Regions from separate parts of the Mus musculus genome. Here regions 2, 3 and 4 are each linked to region 1. A link is a contact called in public HiChIP or PLAC-seq and promoter capture Hi-C data. All regions are on one chromosome and are shown on one strand. The core of a region is the stretch at or near the end of the contact, and the rest is flanking DNA. Distances in the headings are between cores, read along the strand shown. Region 1 holds the start of 1700092K14Rik (RIKEN cDNA 1700092K14 gene). Region 2 holds the start of Ttyh2 (tweety family member 2). Region 3 overlaps Sdk2 (sidekick cell adhesion molecule 2). Region 4 overlaps Gm39472 (a long non-coding RNA gene).

What was found. Promoter capture Hi-C pulls out the DNA fragments that hold promoters and counts their contacts. HiChIP or PLAC-seq counts read pairs in DNA pulled down with a chosen protein or histone mark.
Region 2: a contact with region 1 is called in an H3K4me3 HiChIP or PLAC-seq map of forebrain, with 3 times the contacts expected there. The contact joins the promoter of Ttyh2 here to the promoter of 1700092K14Rik in region 1. A contact is called at or near these places in 1 of 39 promoter capture datasets (neural stem cells), 11 of 115 datasets of contacts at active chromatin or transcription factors (the SCID.adh cell line, T-cell acute lymphoblastic leukemia, astrocytes and 8 more) and 1 of 9 other capture datasets (embryonic stem cells).
Region 3: a contact with region 1 is called in a promoter capture Hi-C map of cranial neural crest, with 6 times the contacts expected there. The contact joins the enhancer-like site here to the promoter of 1700092K14Rik in region 1. A contact is called at or near these places in 8 of 39 promoter capture datasets (the HPC-7 cell line, cranial neural crest, embryonic stem cells and 4 more), 2 of 484 Hi-C or Micro-C datasets (the HPC-7 cell line and embryonic stem cells) and 1 of 9 other capture datasets (embryonic stem cells).
Region 4: a contact with region 1 is called in an H3K27ac HiChIP or PLAC-seq map of VIP interneurons, with 5 times the contacts expected there. The contact joins the enhancer-like site here to the promoter of 1700092K14Rik in region 1. A contact is called at or near these places in 3 of 39 promoter capture datasets (the HPC-7 cell line, cranial neural crest and liver) and 2 of 115 datasets of contacts at active chromatin or transcription factors (VIP interneurons and embryonic stem cells).

What each region holds. Positions count from the first base shown.
Region 1 is chr11:114,196,662-114,200,412 of GRCm38.p6, reverse strand. 1700092K14Rik (RIKEN cDNA 1700092K14 gene) reads right to left here and starts at 2,155. Exons shown (of 3, transcript NR_045930.1): 1 at 2,090-2,155; 2 at 1,536-1,687; 3 at 1,214-1,390.
Region 2 is chr11:114,673,495-114,677,245 of GRCm38.p6, reverse strand. It overlaps Ttyh2 (tweety family member 2), which reads right to left and starts at 1,778. Exons shown (of 14, transcript NM_053273.2): 1 at 1,574-1,778. The coding sequence starts at 1,702.
Region 3 is chr11:113,847,556-113,851,306 of GRCm38.p6, reverse strand. Sdk2 (sidekick cell adhesion molecule 2) reads left to right here. Exons shown (of 45, transcript NM_172800.3): 18 at 296-411. Among named protein-coding and RNA genes, the nearest start is that of Gm51930, 45 kb to the right of the region's middle. Within about 2 kb of position 1,771, at least 5 of the 459 cell types and tissues checked have an H3K27ac peak or open chromatin away from gene starts, as enhancers often do.
Region 4 is chr11:114,495,364-114,499,114 of GRCm38.p6, reverse strand. All of the region lies in intron 1 of Gm39472 (a long non-coding RNA gene), which reads right to left. Among named protein-coding and RNA genes, the nearest start is that of Gm39472, 8.0 kb to the right of the region's middle. Within about 2 kb of position 2,059, at least 8 of the 459 cell types and tissues checked have an H3K27ac peak or open chromatin away from gene starts, as enhancers often do. A contact at or near this core is called in VIP interneurons, where this site is marked.

The DNA.
Region 1 (3,751 bases), core at 906-3,405:
GAAGAGGTGAGGCTGTATTTCAGACAACAGAGGAATTCAAGTTCATGACCTTCACTGCCCCTGCAGAGCAAGGGTCCCCTTCCATCCTTGTAGCAGCTGGTGGCCATTCTCTGCCCCCCCCTTCACTCCCCTCCCCATCAACCTTTATTATTGGGGTTTTCCACTGAGACCTAGACATCCATAGGTTTGTACCTTTCTGCTGACCCTGATCATCACAATGGTGTGTGTGTGTGTGTGTGTGTGTGTGTGTGTATCAGAGAACAGTGTCCCAGTGCCACTGCCTCGAGGCACCTTCCAGGCATTTTCTCCTGTCCTTAGAGATCGTAGCATTGAGGTGCATCCTCCAACCACTCAGACTGTTATCGATGGAGCCTTGGGGGACAGTGGTGGTGGGAAGGCAGGCAACAGGGTGGTGGTATGAATGGGTCCCTGAGCACCTGGGTAAACGGGGGGCATAGATGGAAAGAAAGCAGATCCCATCATTCTGTGGACATGAAGGAAGAAGAAATCAAGACATTCTGTTACACAGGCCCCATGCAGGAACATTTATAAGATGGTTGGCTTCTCTATCTAGAATGGAGGACAGGTGGTCTGGGAGAGGGACTCTCACCCGGATGCATGTCCATCCCTCCACTTACCATCTAAAAGGTGCACATAACAGGGCATGGGAATGGAGGGTCTTAGCTTGGGGACTGAGTTCAAGCCCCTTGGTTGCTTCCTGACCCTATTCTCACTTCAATGCTCTCTTGAACAACCAGGCCACTCAAGATTGCATGGATTCAGTTTCCTTTTGGAGAATTTTGAAAAGCTTTACTACACATATTTGTGTGTGTCAGTGTGCATACCAGCATCTGCATGTGGAGGTCAGAGGACAACAGGCAGGAGTCAGTTCTCCTATGTGGCTCCAGGGGATCGAACTCAGGGAGTAAGTCTTGTCTGCAAGCATCTTTACCCACTGAGCCAGCTCTCCAGCCCATCCTCAGGGGATTATGAGAAGGAAGGCAGTTAGCCAGCCCAAGAAATGTGAGAAGAGCTCCTGCAGCTGCCTCACTGAAGCTTGTCTTCATAGGGCTGAGTTACTCTCATATCCCCAGCTCATCAAAAACACCCCAGTGGGGCCCCTGCCATCCTCCCTCCTGCCATCACCCATAAGATCACAGGACGAGATAGGTGGAGGGACCGGCAAAGCAAACCGTCAGGGTCAGGGCGAGCTCCTCAGTAACTTCTTATTTATTGGCCTCCTCCAGTCTCGCGGTTGCTGGTTGTGCTCAATATTTTATTCTTGTTGTACCTGCTCCGAAGCGGAGCTGCGGGCAGTTTTGATAAATGGATTGAAAGGAAGTTTTGTCTGGTTTTGCTGAAGCTTCTGTAAGTGCCTCTGGATCTTGGGCTGAAATGATATTTCCCCAGCTTCCTGCTGTGATCTCGCTCCCGGGCGGCTCTTCTCCTCCCCGCTCTCCCTGGGCACTCTGCCTCCCAACCCCCATGCACGCATGCACATACACGTGCAAGGAGGCACAGATCTGTATACTCACTCAGGACCACTCAAGGTACCAGTGTGGAAGGGAGCAGAGTGTGTGTCCCTATGGACCGGCAAGCCCATACTACAGTCTTGTGCACAGACATGCCCTCGGTGCACACGAAGGCAGACACACATGCTGTCCTCTCTGAGTTCAGCCAGCCCGATCTGCAGGGAAGCCCTTGATGAGCATGGGTAGAGATGAGCAGATCCCAAGAAGGAAGAAGCCTGGAACTCTGATGATCTCTGCTGGAGCCCTGCCCCCAGCTGCTGGATTCCTCCAGCCTTCCTCCTCCGCCTGCCTGCAGGCCTTGGAGGCCCCACTGGGCCAGCTGGAAGCTTTATCCAACCACATCTGAAACAGCTCAGGAGCTGTGCCTGGCCGCCAGCCGTTTCCATAAATAACTTGCTGAGCCTGGCTCCTTGCCCTTCTGGTGATGTCATTGGCGTGGGCCCAGTGATGAAGTCATAGGCTTCCCTTCCCTGAGCCCTCCCTTTGGGTGGAGCGAGACACCCCTTCTTCCCCCTTCACAGAACCATTACTGAGAAATTTCACCTGTCTGTCCTCACCTCTTCCTGTTCCCACCACTCCAGGTATTGGATACAGGCTTTCCACCATCTGGACCAACTAACTGTGATGGTGCCAGACAGCATCTTGTCTCCCCATTGTCAGTTACTGAGCCGCCTCCCAACTTTGCCATCTCCTTGGATATTGTTTCCAGGTAACAACAGACTTTTAAGTTTCAAGGGTGGCAGAGAAAGGTTGGCATCTTGATGATGCTCTACACAAGCTTCTCCAGCTGTGTGACATCAGACAAAATACCTCACCTCTCTGTGCCTCTGTTTTCTCATCTTTAAACTGAAGACAGTAAAGAAAGCTATCCCAGGACTGCCTAAGTCTTCCGTGGGCTCACAGAGCTTGAAGTGTCGATACACTGGACAGGCCCGTCATATGAACCACATTTCCACAAGCGCCTAGTTTTGTATGTTTTCTGCTCTGTGACTGCGGTCTTCTCTGTGGTGTTCATGTCTGGAGCCAGGGAGCCATCTCAGTCTCCTTGACACATTTCTTGCTATGTAGCCAAGGATAACCTGGAACTTCTGACCCTTCCACCTCGAGAATGCTGGAACTGCAGGTGTGAGCAGACGCTGGAAGAACCAGGGGAGGGGGGCACGGTGGGAACTGGTGGGAGCAGCTCTGAGGTGCTCAAGCCCCACCTGCCCTCACCCTCTGGACAGAAGGAAGTGACCTTCCTCCTCAGACAATCTCAAGGAAGTCCGGGATTGTTCTTATTTTCTATAGGAAGAAACTGAGGCAGGCTGGAGAGATGGCTCAGGCAGTGAAGGCTTGCCATGTAAGCAGGAGAACTTTAGTTCAATGCCCAGAACCTACAAAACTACAAAGAACCCAGCTCAGTGTCATGTTCTCTTAATCCCAACACTGGGGAGATGGAGTTAAGTAGAACCCTTCTGGAGGCCCATTGGCCACCCAGCCTAGGCTAACCAGCAAGCCCTGGGCCAAACAGAAGCTGTCTCAAAACCAGGAGCTAGCTTGGCCATTAAAGGCCAAGGTGTCCCTCTGTCCTCTCCCTTCTTCTCTCTTCTCTTACCTCTCCCCCACCTCTCTCTCTCACACACACACACCACACACACACACACACACACACACACACACACGAGAGAGAGAGAGAGAGAGAGAGAGAGAGAGAGGTGGAGGCAGAGAGATCAAACATCTTACTACCAGGACAAACAACAACGGCATCCTAAGACACCCATGGACCTGCCCAGAACCCTTGCCTGATTTCCAGATGTGTGCGCTGGAAGAGTTCACAGGAGACTGTGTCTTTGAACTCGGTGGCAGAGGTGAGCCTTGGCTTCTGTGTCCCATGCGGTGGCCACGGAGCCCCAGGAACTGGGTCAGCGAGATACACACCGGGTTTTGGTGATTTTGTATAGGAAAGGGAATGCAGGAGAGCTTATGAATAATTCCTTGGGATTCATTATGCGTTGAGTTGATAATGTTTTTCGTGTGTTGAGCCAACTAAGGGATGCTATTACCGATGGTTTCACCTGCTTCCTTTTGCTTTTATGAGCTGGTTATCAGAGATTTAAAACCACATGCGTGGATCCTATTAGATTTCTCTTGGGCGCCTCTATTCTGGTGCCTGACTGAGTTCTGAAGAGAGTTCACTGATCTTCCCATGCCTGGGTTCTGACCCAGTTAGCATAGTG
Region 2 (3,751 bases), core at 529-3,028, 480 kb before region 1:
CCCCTTCCAAGCCAGAGGTCCCTTGACCCAGCTGAGGGGCTAGATTTCTTCCAGGAGAGAGGAGAAAATATGGTTGGGACCCAGGGCTCTCTCCACACCCCCAACACAGCTGTTCGGAAACCATATCCGTCCCCTTTTAAGCATTAGCTGAAGGAAGACTCCCTGGTGCTTTGCCAGTAGCCACCAGGCCTCAGGGAACAAGTCTTCCTTCCAGGGCCAGACAAGACTGGGGGGGCGAGGGGGGTCGGGGGTGGGGGGGGGCGGGGGCGGCTGCAGTGCCTAGGGCTGACAGTGCCTCCAGTAGCACAAAGGGGGTCCCATCCTCCCAGAAGAACAGAAACCAACAGCCCAAGCCCGCAAGTAGTAGAGCCATTGAAAGTTATAATTAGACTCTGGGGTACTGGCTCTTCTTGGGCAGAGCACAGCACACGGTTCGGGAGCCCCTGGCCTCAGAACGAGGACAATCTGGGAGGACAAGAAGCCACTCCTGGGCAGTCTAGAGAAGCCCTGCTCAGCCAGATGCCCCACTATGGAGATTAGGACACCGTGCCAACCACTGCAGGTCAAAGTCCAACATGAGCACAGTGCTCTGAACTAATAATGGGCCTCCTCCCAAGTCGCCTCAGCCCCTGAATCTTTGACCCAGCAGAGGGAACTGACTCAGCCGGGCCGCAGAGGCCGCCGTGGGTTTAACCGCGGCTGAGATCTGCTGAGAGACCGTTGCAGGGTCTGGAAAGGAGGTCAGAAGCCTGGACCTGACCTCCAAACCCGCAAGGGAACGTCCCCCTTCATCAGGGACAGTTAAGAAGTATAAAGATAAGGAGGGTAGCTGGCCCGGGAACCAAGACCTCAGAATTTCAGAGCCTAGAAGTTTATAGGGAAGGAACACCAGAACAGACGGGGTAGATGCTGGACGTGGTGCGAGACGGGGTGGATCTGAAGCCACCTTCCATCCTGGACTCCAACAGCTGTGGGGTTTTGGCATCCAAGAGATTAGTCACCCACGCCGCTTCTTTCAGCCCCGCAGCCTTTGTGAAGAAGCCAAGGCAGAGGTATTGGCAGTGGCTGCTACCCTTCAGGCTGGGGCTGGGGCTGGGGAAAGGAGCGCAAAGGACTCCGGAGACTCAAGTCGGTTTCTGCCTAAACTTTTTCTCAGGCCATCAGGGCCGGGAGAGAAATCGTCTGGTGTCGGGAGTCTCAGAAGGGGAACTTTGCAGCACCTCTAAGCACCCACACACCTCGGCCGCCAGTCACGCCGATTCAGATGCCCCACCCCCACTGTAAGTCTTTGGAAGGCTCAGCCCCCGCCACCCGAGCGCAGCCTCCGCGTCCTTCCTCTTCTTCCCCAGTGTTTCCAGCTTTACCAACTCCGAGATTTCCAGCTAGGTCGAGCGTCCCGGCCAAGGAACCCGGGAGAGCTGAGAGGGCCCAAATGGGGACCAAGGGGGTCTGAGAAGCGCGGAGAGCGCGGGATGCCGAGGCAAGAGAGAAAGGAGTGGGACCTGGGCGAGCGCAGGCCGGCTCTGGCTCTCACTCTAAGGGTCCCTCTCCGTGGCTCGGCTCATGGGCTTACCTCCTGGTAAGTTTCGTCGCCGGGGCTGAAGGTGCTGTCTACTCGCTGCAGGCGCAGGCCGAGGTGCGGAACGCTGTGCAGCCACACGACCCACCAGGGCGCGATGTACTCCACTCGCGCCGCCGGCATGGCTTGCACAAGCTGCAGCGGGTCCACTGCCCCTGCCAACGCCGCTACCACCACTACCCGGCTCGGAAGCGACCCGGCCCCGCCTCGCCTAAACCCCGCCCCATATCCAGCCCTAGGCGAGGACACGCCCCACCATGCACGAGGCTCTGCTCAGGTCCCGCCCCCACCTCGGGCCCTGCCCCACCCCTCCTCTTGAGCCAATTCCTGGACACACACACCCACTCCAGAAATTGGGCTCAAAAACATGCCCTGATCCTTGCTATCAACATCAGAATAGTGGCCCAGGTTTGATGGTGCGTGCCTTAGGATGGTAAGGCAGAAGGATCAAGAATTCAAAGGTCTTCCTCAGGTCTGTTATGAGTTGGAGGCCAGCCTGGGCTATGTGAGACCTGATCTTAAAAAAAAGGCAAGATTTTGAAAAAAAGACTAAAGAGCCAGTGGATAATTAGTAATCATTACCTAGGAGGCTGGGCTAGTCCCTAATTCATTCTACTATTACTATTATTATTATTAATTATTCCCCAGACTGGGCCTCACTATGCTTTCTGTCCTGGAACTCATTATGTAGAGCAGCCTGGCCTTGAAGCTGGGAGCACAAGGGTCTTTTTTTTTTTTTTTTTTTTTTTTTTTTTTTTGGTTTTTCGAGACAGGGTTTCTCTGTAGTCCTGGCTGTCCTGGAACTCACTTTGTAGACCAGGCTGGCCTCGAACTCAGAAATCCGCCTGTCTCTGCCTCCCAAGTGCTGGGATTAAAGGCGTGCGCCACCACCGCCCGGCTTGCACAAGGGTCTTAAGCAGGAGGTAGGTGGTGGGCAGGTACCAGTCAACACGTTAGGTGGCAAACTCGAGAGCCAAGTCAGGGCCAGGCTTGGTTGGGCACAGCGCTGGGGAGCCAGCTGGAGGGAGGATGCTTAGTGCTGCAGGCAGAGGAAGGAAAGGAGACCCCAGAGAGGGCAGGGAGAATTTCTAACTAGGTGCTGTGGTGCCCCTAAAACAGGCACTCTTGCTCTATCAAAGAACCTTGCTAGGAGTGCTTCCCTGCTCCCTGGCCGCTAGGACTTCTCACAGTCAGCTCTGTTCTATAGTTGCTAGAGCCTGGCTGCTACATCTGCCCCGGACAGCCGAGGCACCATCAACCCCCTAACCCACCTTGTTCTCACAGATGTCTCGCTAGTCCAGGATTGTCTAGGAATCCTCCCGAGCCTAGGACACCTAGTGATGAGCAAAGTCTCTTTCCAGTTTCCTGTCTTTCCACGTGTTTAGTAGGGAGGGGAGGCTCTAAACCTCGGTGATTATAAACACGTCCAGTGCTTTTGTCCTGAGCTGGCATGAGGGTGGCTAGCTTGGGGGGTGCCTCCACAGGGAACAGTTAGGCTGATGTCTCCAGAGGATTCCATGGTGGGTAGAAATCTTGTGGGGTGAGGGACTAATGGGCAGGGGAGAAAGGGAATCCAGTCAGGAAACCCCAAGATCTGCAGTGCAAGGGCCGGGCTGGGCTGTGGCTGCTTCCCAGTGGCCAGGGTCGGGGAGCGGCTTCTGAGTTGATGGAAATGTTCTGTGGACTTGAAAAGCCCACATCCCTGTACAGCTAAGACTTATAGGCCTACACCCAGTCTTTTCTAGTAAGACAGGTCTTGCTATAGTCCTGATTTCCTGGAACAATGTAGCCCAGGCTGGCCTGAACCTTGTAAGGGAAGTGAGGGCAGTTGAAGCACAGGGCTGACTTAGGTGCCCTCAGCCTTAGGACCTGATGTAGACCCCTGTAGCCAAGCAGAGAAATGTGAAGCAACTTCCCAGAGGCCCCTCTTGAACCTCAGTCACAGGCAAGAGATACAGCCTTAGCCAGAATCCCGAGGGCAGGGAGGTGCTGCCCGGTGTCCCGCACACCTGCCCTCAGTGACCCCAGGATGCCTCTGCTCACTTCCCTGTTAATTTTGAACCTGGTGCAGAGTCAGAGGGAGTAGTAATAAATACATGGCCACCAAGGGAGAGCTCAGTGCCAGGGCATTCCAGATGTGTGCTGACGCAGAGGTGAGGGAAGCCAACCAGG
Region 3 (3,751 bases), core at 522-3,021, 350 kb after region 1:
ATCTCATTACAGATGGTTGTGAGCAACCATGTGGTTGCTGGGAATTGAACTCAGGACCTCTGGAAGAGCAGTCAGTGCTCTTAACCACTGAGCCATCTCTCCAGCCCAGATCAGACAAATTTAATGAACTTGAGTTAATCCAGAGAGTGGGAGAGGAAGGGGGCCCTTGGGTTTGACAAGCATTGCCTTTAGAGTCTGCCTGTGTCCTCTACCACACTGAACCAGACGAACAGGTACAGAGGTTGGGGTGGGGGGGAAACCCCTCAGCTACAACCAGTTTCTCTATTTCCTCTAGTTCCCACGGTGCCCCCGGGCAATGTGCATGCAGAAGCCACAAATTCTACAACCATCCGATTCACCTGGAATGCCCCAAGCCCGCAGTTCATCAACGGCATCAACCAGGGCTACAAGGTAGATGAGGGTCTCTTCTCTCCTTGAAAGGAAGCCAGGAGGAGCTCAGGGTGTTAGGGCTGAGGGGTGGGGTGGGGGGCTCCAGGGAAGAGCAGTAAAATCACTGTGGGCTTCTGAAACCAGACTCCAGCAGACAGAGGTCACAGATAAAAGCAGGGGACACCCCGCCCCCAGTGACTTTCAAGGTTACATAGAAGATTCTGGGAGAGCACACTGTGCCCCAGCTGTCACCAGAAAGAGGCTGTCCTCAGCAACTCCAGCCACAAACAAGGCGTGGACTCCTGGCCATTGAGGTAGTCCATCAAAACAATGCCCCAGTCACTCACTCCTTACCTCTATGGTATGACTGTCACATGCCACTGGCTGTACTTGACCCCAAACACAGTGAGGGTAAAGCCTCGGGATTAGGACAGAGTTGAACTACAAACCCCAGCTTGCCTCTTGTCGACTAATGTCTTAGATTAGAGTGTGGATGTCACTCTCTCTCCTTATATGTTCATGAGTATCTGTGGTCTCATCCCCTCTTCTTGCAAAAGTGCCAGTCACACTGGGCTAGGGCCTGTCCCTGATGACATCACTCAACTTTAAGCAGCACTTTAAGGGCCCAAGTTCCAAACACTCTGGGAGTCCAGCTTAAAACTTCGGCACATGAGTTCAGTACAGACACGGTCTAGCCAATGACTAATAGAAGCGTCTGAGCTGTAGCCATACGAATGCTGGCTGGGTTGTCTGGCCAGTTTAACTGCTGGGCATCAGGACTTCTCAGTCCTCCTGTCCTGCATCCCAGGCCTGGGGTCCCCTACTCCTCCCACAAGGAGGCCTGCTGTCCTCTGAGAGAACTGAAGACACACCAGGTAGCATAGGCCAACGCCATGTTTGGAAGCTTCTGACCTCAGCAGGAGGTAGGTAGACAGATGTCACAGGGTCATTTCCAGGTGTGAAAAAAAAAAAAGAAGCAGAGGATTTAAGGGGCTGGAAAGCCAGGAGAAAGGAGAGAAAATTACAAACTCTGGGGTTTAGCTCAGGGTCCAGTGATAGCAAGGTGACAACTGCCATATCCCTGAGTCCTCTGCCCCGAGGCTGCACATGTACCACAAGGACAAGCGTCTGCACCGTTACGACTTGGTAGCTTGGGAGGCTGGAGAGGAAAGGAGTGAGATTATTTTGCAAAAAGAATCTTCTACTTGTGTTAGAAGCAACCTAGAGACCAGAGCTGGAGCCACTGGGCCACAGCACTTTCAATCCCACGAAGGCAGAGAGCACGGGCCAAAAAGAATCTTCCTGGGATAGGGGCTGTAGCCCAAGCTTGCAGTTGCTGACTGGCTGGAAAAAAAGCTGCTAATTGGGACTCGGGGGAGGGAAGGAGGTCTGCATGGCCATGGAACACAGAGGCCGAGCTGGGAACAATTAGCTTCTGGCTGCCAAGCCTAAGCACAAGTTTTATTCTACATGTGGGAGGGACGAGCTACAAGCTTCTAAGATGAAAAGCCCTCCAAGGGCTGAAAGGCCACCAAGTGGCCAGGACAACTAGGGCAATAGCCTGCGGTGACCCAGAACAAGAAGATACCGCAGAAGCCCCCCAACCCTGCTTCATCCCAACTTTCTCCTGTACTCAGGAGCTGTGTAGATGGGCCAGTGACCGTCAGCTGCCTGATATTTTGAGCATACAACAAACTCATGGGGCAGCAATAGCGTATTGTCACACTAATGGGGGCTTACCCAATACCAGGCAACCAGCTACATCCTCTGCTCATTCTCTCGTGCAAGTGCCTGTGAACTTCTGATCCTCCTGCCTCCACTTTCCAGGTCCTAGGTTTATAACATCTAGTCTATGTAGTCCTGGGGATTGAACCCAGGGCTTCAGGCACACCAGGCGAGCACTCTACCAACTGAGCTATACTCTCATCCCTGTGTTTTATTGTAAACTGATACCTTCAGCTTGTTTTCGGTTTTGTTTTGAAGTACAAGTGAATCAAAGTTGAGGTCTTTTCTCTTCGCTTCGTTAGCCTTCAGAATAGGGGGATGCAATGGTTGTCCCATCTGTACATGTGATCAGATAGAATATCCTTTAAGTTGTTAGAATGTTCGGACATCTACACAAGTTGGGGGGAAGACTCAAATGTCCACCTTACACCCATCTCCAGCTTCAACGTGACCAAGTGGCAGTCTCCTCCTCCTCCTGGCAGTCTCCACCTCCTCCGAGCTCCTCCCAGCCCTTAGCCCATCCTGAGCAACTTGCCGAAGTGAATCTCAGGCAGTTCATCACACCGTCTGTAAATGTCCTTGTAGAGAAAGAGTCTCTACAAGCTCTCTCTATTAAAAACAACCATACCTAAAAATGTCAACCATCCCATCATTATGCGTCCTGCCAGCCTTTGGATTTCTTTGATTGCCTCCCAACCACTTCCTGCGACTGACTGATTTATGTGTTCTTAGATCTAGATGAAGGCCGTGGGTTAAAGTCTCCACTGATCTTAGAGTCTCCCCATCCCATTCTCTCTCTCTCTCTCTCTCTCTCTCTCTCTCTCTCTCTCTCTCTCTCTCTCTCCCCTTCCTCCCTCCTTCCTCTCTCTCTCTCCTCTCTCTCTCTCCCTTCTCTCTCTCTCTCCCCCTGTCTCTCTCTCTCTCTCTCTCTCTCTCTCTCTCTCTCTCCCTCCCTTCCCTTCCTCTCTCTCTCCTCATGATTTATTTGGTGAAGAAACTTAGTCATTCATCCCATGCATTTTCCACAGCCCTGAATTTTGCTGATTGCCTCCCTACGGGGTCATTTAACTCGATCCTCTGAGTACTATATCTGCACACAATTGGAATGTAGAGCCAGTGGCCAACTGGATTCAAGTTTGTTTGATTACCTTTTCTGCAGGGAGGTGGGGGTCCCTCGGTGATGCTGTGTGTTGACATCCGAAGGTGCAAAGTTTGATTGTCTCTTTAACTGTGAACCTGGTGGCCGTGAACAGCCCTTTGTAGGGGTTGTGATTTTTTAATAGGAGTTACAAACTGAGGGTGGAAATTTTATTCTTGATTAGCTAAAATGCCTTCAGGAAGGAAGAAATGAGGTGGGAAAAGAGGGAGGGATGGAGAGAGGGAGAGAGGGGGAAGAAAGGAGGATGGGAGGAAGAAGGGAGGGGGGGAGGGAGGGGGAGGGAGGGAAGGAAGCCAAGAGACAGGAAGGAAAATGATATTTTCCTTTGTCTGTTTTCTACTATCTGAACTCTGGGTTTATTAGGAAAAAGATTTAAAACTCTTTTCCATAGCTTCTCAATTCTTAGCATCATAAGTAGCTCCCTAGCATCTAAGGTGACAGCTAAGTTTGGGTTGGAGATGTCTTTGGCTCCATTTT
Region 4 (3,751 bases), core at 810-3,309, 300 kb before region 1:
AGTCCATCTGATTGTCCCTTTATGTCTTGCTTCCTGTCCACCCCTGCTCTGGAATGCCCCAGCACATGCTGGGGTCTTGACATTGACTTTGGAGTCCTCATTTCTCACCAGCTTCATTGTTGTTGATTTCACTGAAGGCCAAAGCCTGGTGTGGTGTCTGAGCCCAGGACTTTGGATCCATTTTGCAGTGGGGAGAAAAGTGTCTTTGATTCAGACCAGGCTCTTCGGTCCAGTTGTATGTAGAGCAATTGAGTTGTGTCTCTGTGGTGGTTAATATTAAATTGACTGGATTTGAAATCACCCATGAGACAAGAGTCTGTTAGGTGTTGCCTGCAAGCGCTTATCTAGATTAGATTAACTGAGGTGAGAGATTCAGTCTAAATGTGACCCCTGCCATGGGCTGGGGTCACATACCACATAAAAGGGGGAACATGAGGTGTGGTGGTTTGAATAGGAATGGCCCCCATAGAGTCATGTGTTTGAATGCTTGGCCATAGGCAGCGGCACTATTAGGAGGTATGGCCTCGTTGGAGGAATTACGTCACCTTGTGGGTGGGCTTTGAGGTCTCCTATGCTCAAGCTTCACCCCGTGTGGCACAGTCCCTCTGCTGCGTGTGGATCAAGCTGGGTAATCCTCGGCTCCTCCAGCATCATGTCTGCCTTGGTGCTGCCATGCTTGCCACCATGATGATAACAGACAAAGCCTCTGACATTGTAAGCCAGACCCAATGAAATGTTAGCCTTTACAAGAGTTGCCTTAGGCATGGTGTCTCTTCACAGCAGCGCGATCCAACTAAGTCATGAGTTAGGCACCAGGATTCATCTCTCTTAGCGTCTGACTTGCAGATGTCACGTGACCAGCTTCCTTATGATCTTGCCACCATGCCTTTCCTGCCATGAGAGACCGTGAATTATGAGATGGAATAAGCCCCTTTCTCTGCTAGGTTGATTGTTGTTAAGAATTCTATCCTAGCAAGAAAGATCATACTGATTTCCTTCCCTTGTTATCATAACATCCGGCTCCTCAAGGTTCTCCTCTGCAAGGTGCGGATGTTAATAATGCTTGTTACAGGTGTAGTAAGGCTCCTACGTACCACGCCCATAAGGAGCCAGGACACAGCTGTCTCCAGCACTGTTGGATGCTTCGCTTTTCTCCTAGACTCCTCCACTACCACCTGCAGGAATTTGCCAGCTGGTATCTGCAGCTCAAACACTTAGGGAAGCCGATACCCCAGGGATAGGGGTTGGCAGGTGTTGTAGTTTCATTTCTGTTGTGATAAAATGCACTGATAACAAGCAACTCAGAGCAGGAAGGGCTTATTTTCTCTCACGATTCCAAGGTTAAAGTCCATCACCTTGGGGAAGTCACGGAGGACAGAGCATGAGTCATGGTCACATCAGACCCATGCAAGAGCAGAGGGAAATGAATACACACACACACACACTCAGCTTGCTTGCTTGTGCTCGGCTCGATCTCTCCACTCTTACACAGTTCAGGAGCCCCTGCCTAGGGAATGGTGCCTCCTTCAGTGGGCTGGGTCTTCCCACATCAATTAACTGAACACAATTCCCAACAGATTTATCCACAGGCTATTTCTATATAGACAACCCACCATTAAGACTCTTTTGCTGATTGATTCTAGGTTGGGTCAAGTTGACAAATAAAGCTAACCATCAGAGTGGGTACACATGTCCACTATTGTCTTTCTGAGAGTTGCCCTTCTGGGCTCCCTAGTGGAATAGAGGCTGGTTGTCCACAGCAGTGATGCTCATCAGGTTGGCTTTTCTACTTCTACTCTGTGCTTCTGGGTGCCTGTTTACTGGCCTTGTAAGTGCATTCTCTCTCTCTCTCTCTCTCTCTCTCTCTCTCTCTCTCTCTCTCTCTCTCTCTCTCTCTGCCTAGAGTACCCATTTTACATCCGTGCGGCTCTGAGACTTTAACGAACTGGTGAACAATTACATTCAGGAGTTCAGCCAGCTGCATTCCTCCAGCTGCATCTGTTTGACCTCCATTTGGCATCACCATGGACATAGAACCTTCCCTATGGATGAGCCAAACGCTGCCAGTCCCCCAGGCGGCTGAGTCTCCACTTTCCCCAGCTAAGCTCATTCCAGCCAGGACTGGCTTTCCCAGGCTGCCACTGGGCATCTTTCACTACATTGTTAAAAACAGTTTGGACTTGGGGATTTCTCCAGCTAATGAGGTGGACACAGACTGTCACAATGAAGAGGTGACTGAGCTTGAAGACTATAGCTTGTGAAGTGGTCAGTGACTTTCATCCCATCCCTGTCAGAAGGCCATAGCTGAGGCCTGCACATGGCAGATTCAATGTGTCTGTCAAGGGGTTGGATGCAGAAGTCCCAGATAAGCAGACCGAGACCTGTAAAACACCCTCAAGAGCTCACCTAGAGGCAGTGGACTGGGTCATGTTTGTAGAGCCCAGTTCATAGTGAAGACACACAATTGTTATGTTTAAAATGTGTCTTTTGAAAATTCCTCCCCGGGGGGAACCAGTGAATTCGTGAGCTTATTTACAGAACATGAGTGAGAAGTTAATGACAGAGCACAGGTGACCTCAAAGCAGCCACATTGGAAAGCTACCAGCAGTATGGATGCTTCCTCCATAGCTACATAGATGGAGTCCTTTTCCATTAATCTTCCTCAGTGTGCATGCATGCACGCACGTGTGCACACACACACACCCTCCTGAGACCCTCAGAACTAAATGCAATCAAGGCAGAACTGCATTAAAAAGGCTGGGAGGAGCTGCTGGAAACTCAGGTGAGGGTCCAATAACCCTGCCCACCCATTCCTTCTGAATGCTGACGGATCCTTTAGAGCAGGCAAGGCTGAGCTGATGAAGATGGTGACTTCTTGCTCAGAGGACAGAGTTCTACCACAAAGCAGAAAGCAAGCCTTCGCCTTTCTCTTGTGGTCTGGCTCTCTTGGTCTCTCACATTGCGTTCTTGGCTGTAAATTGGTTTTTGGTAGCAAGGGACTGCGTGAGAGGTCAGTGCAGTCTTCGAGGGTGCTTGGGGGAAGGTGGGACACACATATCCTGACCCTATGACATCTTGCACTCCCTGGGTCAGGAACACAGATAGCATCACAGCTGTAGGGAAAGGAGGGCAAGCTTCTGAGAATCATCCAGGGAGCTGGGAACTCAAGGTGGCGCAACACATGGAGCTGAGGGCTCCCTGTGAACACATGAGTGAGGGACCCTGCATGGTTGCCTGCTCTAGTGTCTACAAAGCTGGTCTTGGCAGCATGCCACAGGAGCATAGCCCAAGTCGCTCCAGCTCCTTGTTGCCAGTCGGTTTTCCTTTGCACATACAAGATCCGCTGGGCTGTTACTATTGGCTCGGTGCCTGGGAGAGTCAGTCCCCCAGTCTGTGGTCAAGGCAGCCCTCTGTACCCAAGACTGTCTATCCAGCCTCACTGTCCCCTGCTCCTAGTCTGGAAGCTCCACACCCAAGCCCTGGTCCCCTAGGTGGAGGCACTCACTGCAGCAAGCTCCCTGTGTCTGCATTGCGTGGAGATGAATAGATAAAGGCACTAATAAGACAGAGTGCTAATTAATTGCAGTGAGCTCTGTAGCTTTGCCGGGTTTTAATGCTGAGAGGAGAAGGCATTTACTCTGTTCTCTTTTCTACCGGTTCTCTTCTGCAATTATTTCAACGGCAGCGGAAGATGTGCAGATTGCTAATAATTATTAAATCTGATCACCATTAGCCTGTAAGCTCCGAGTAG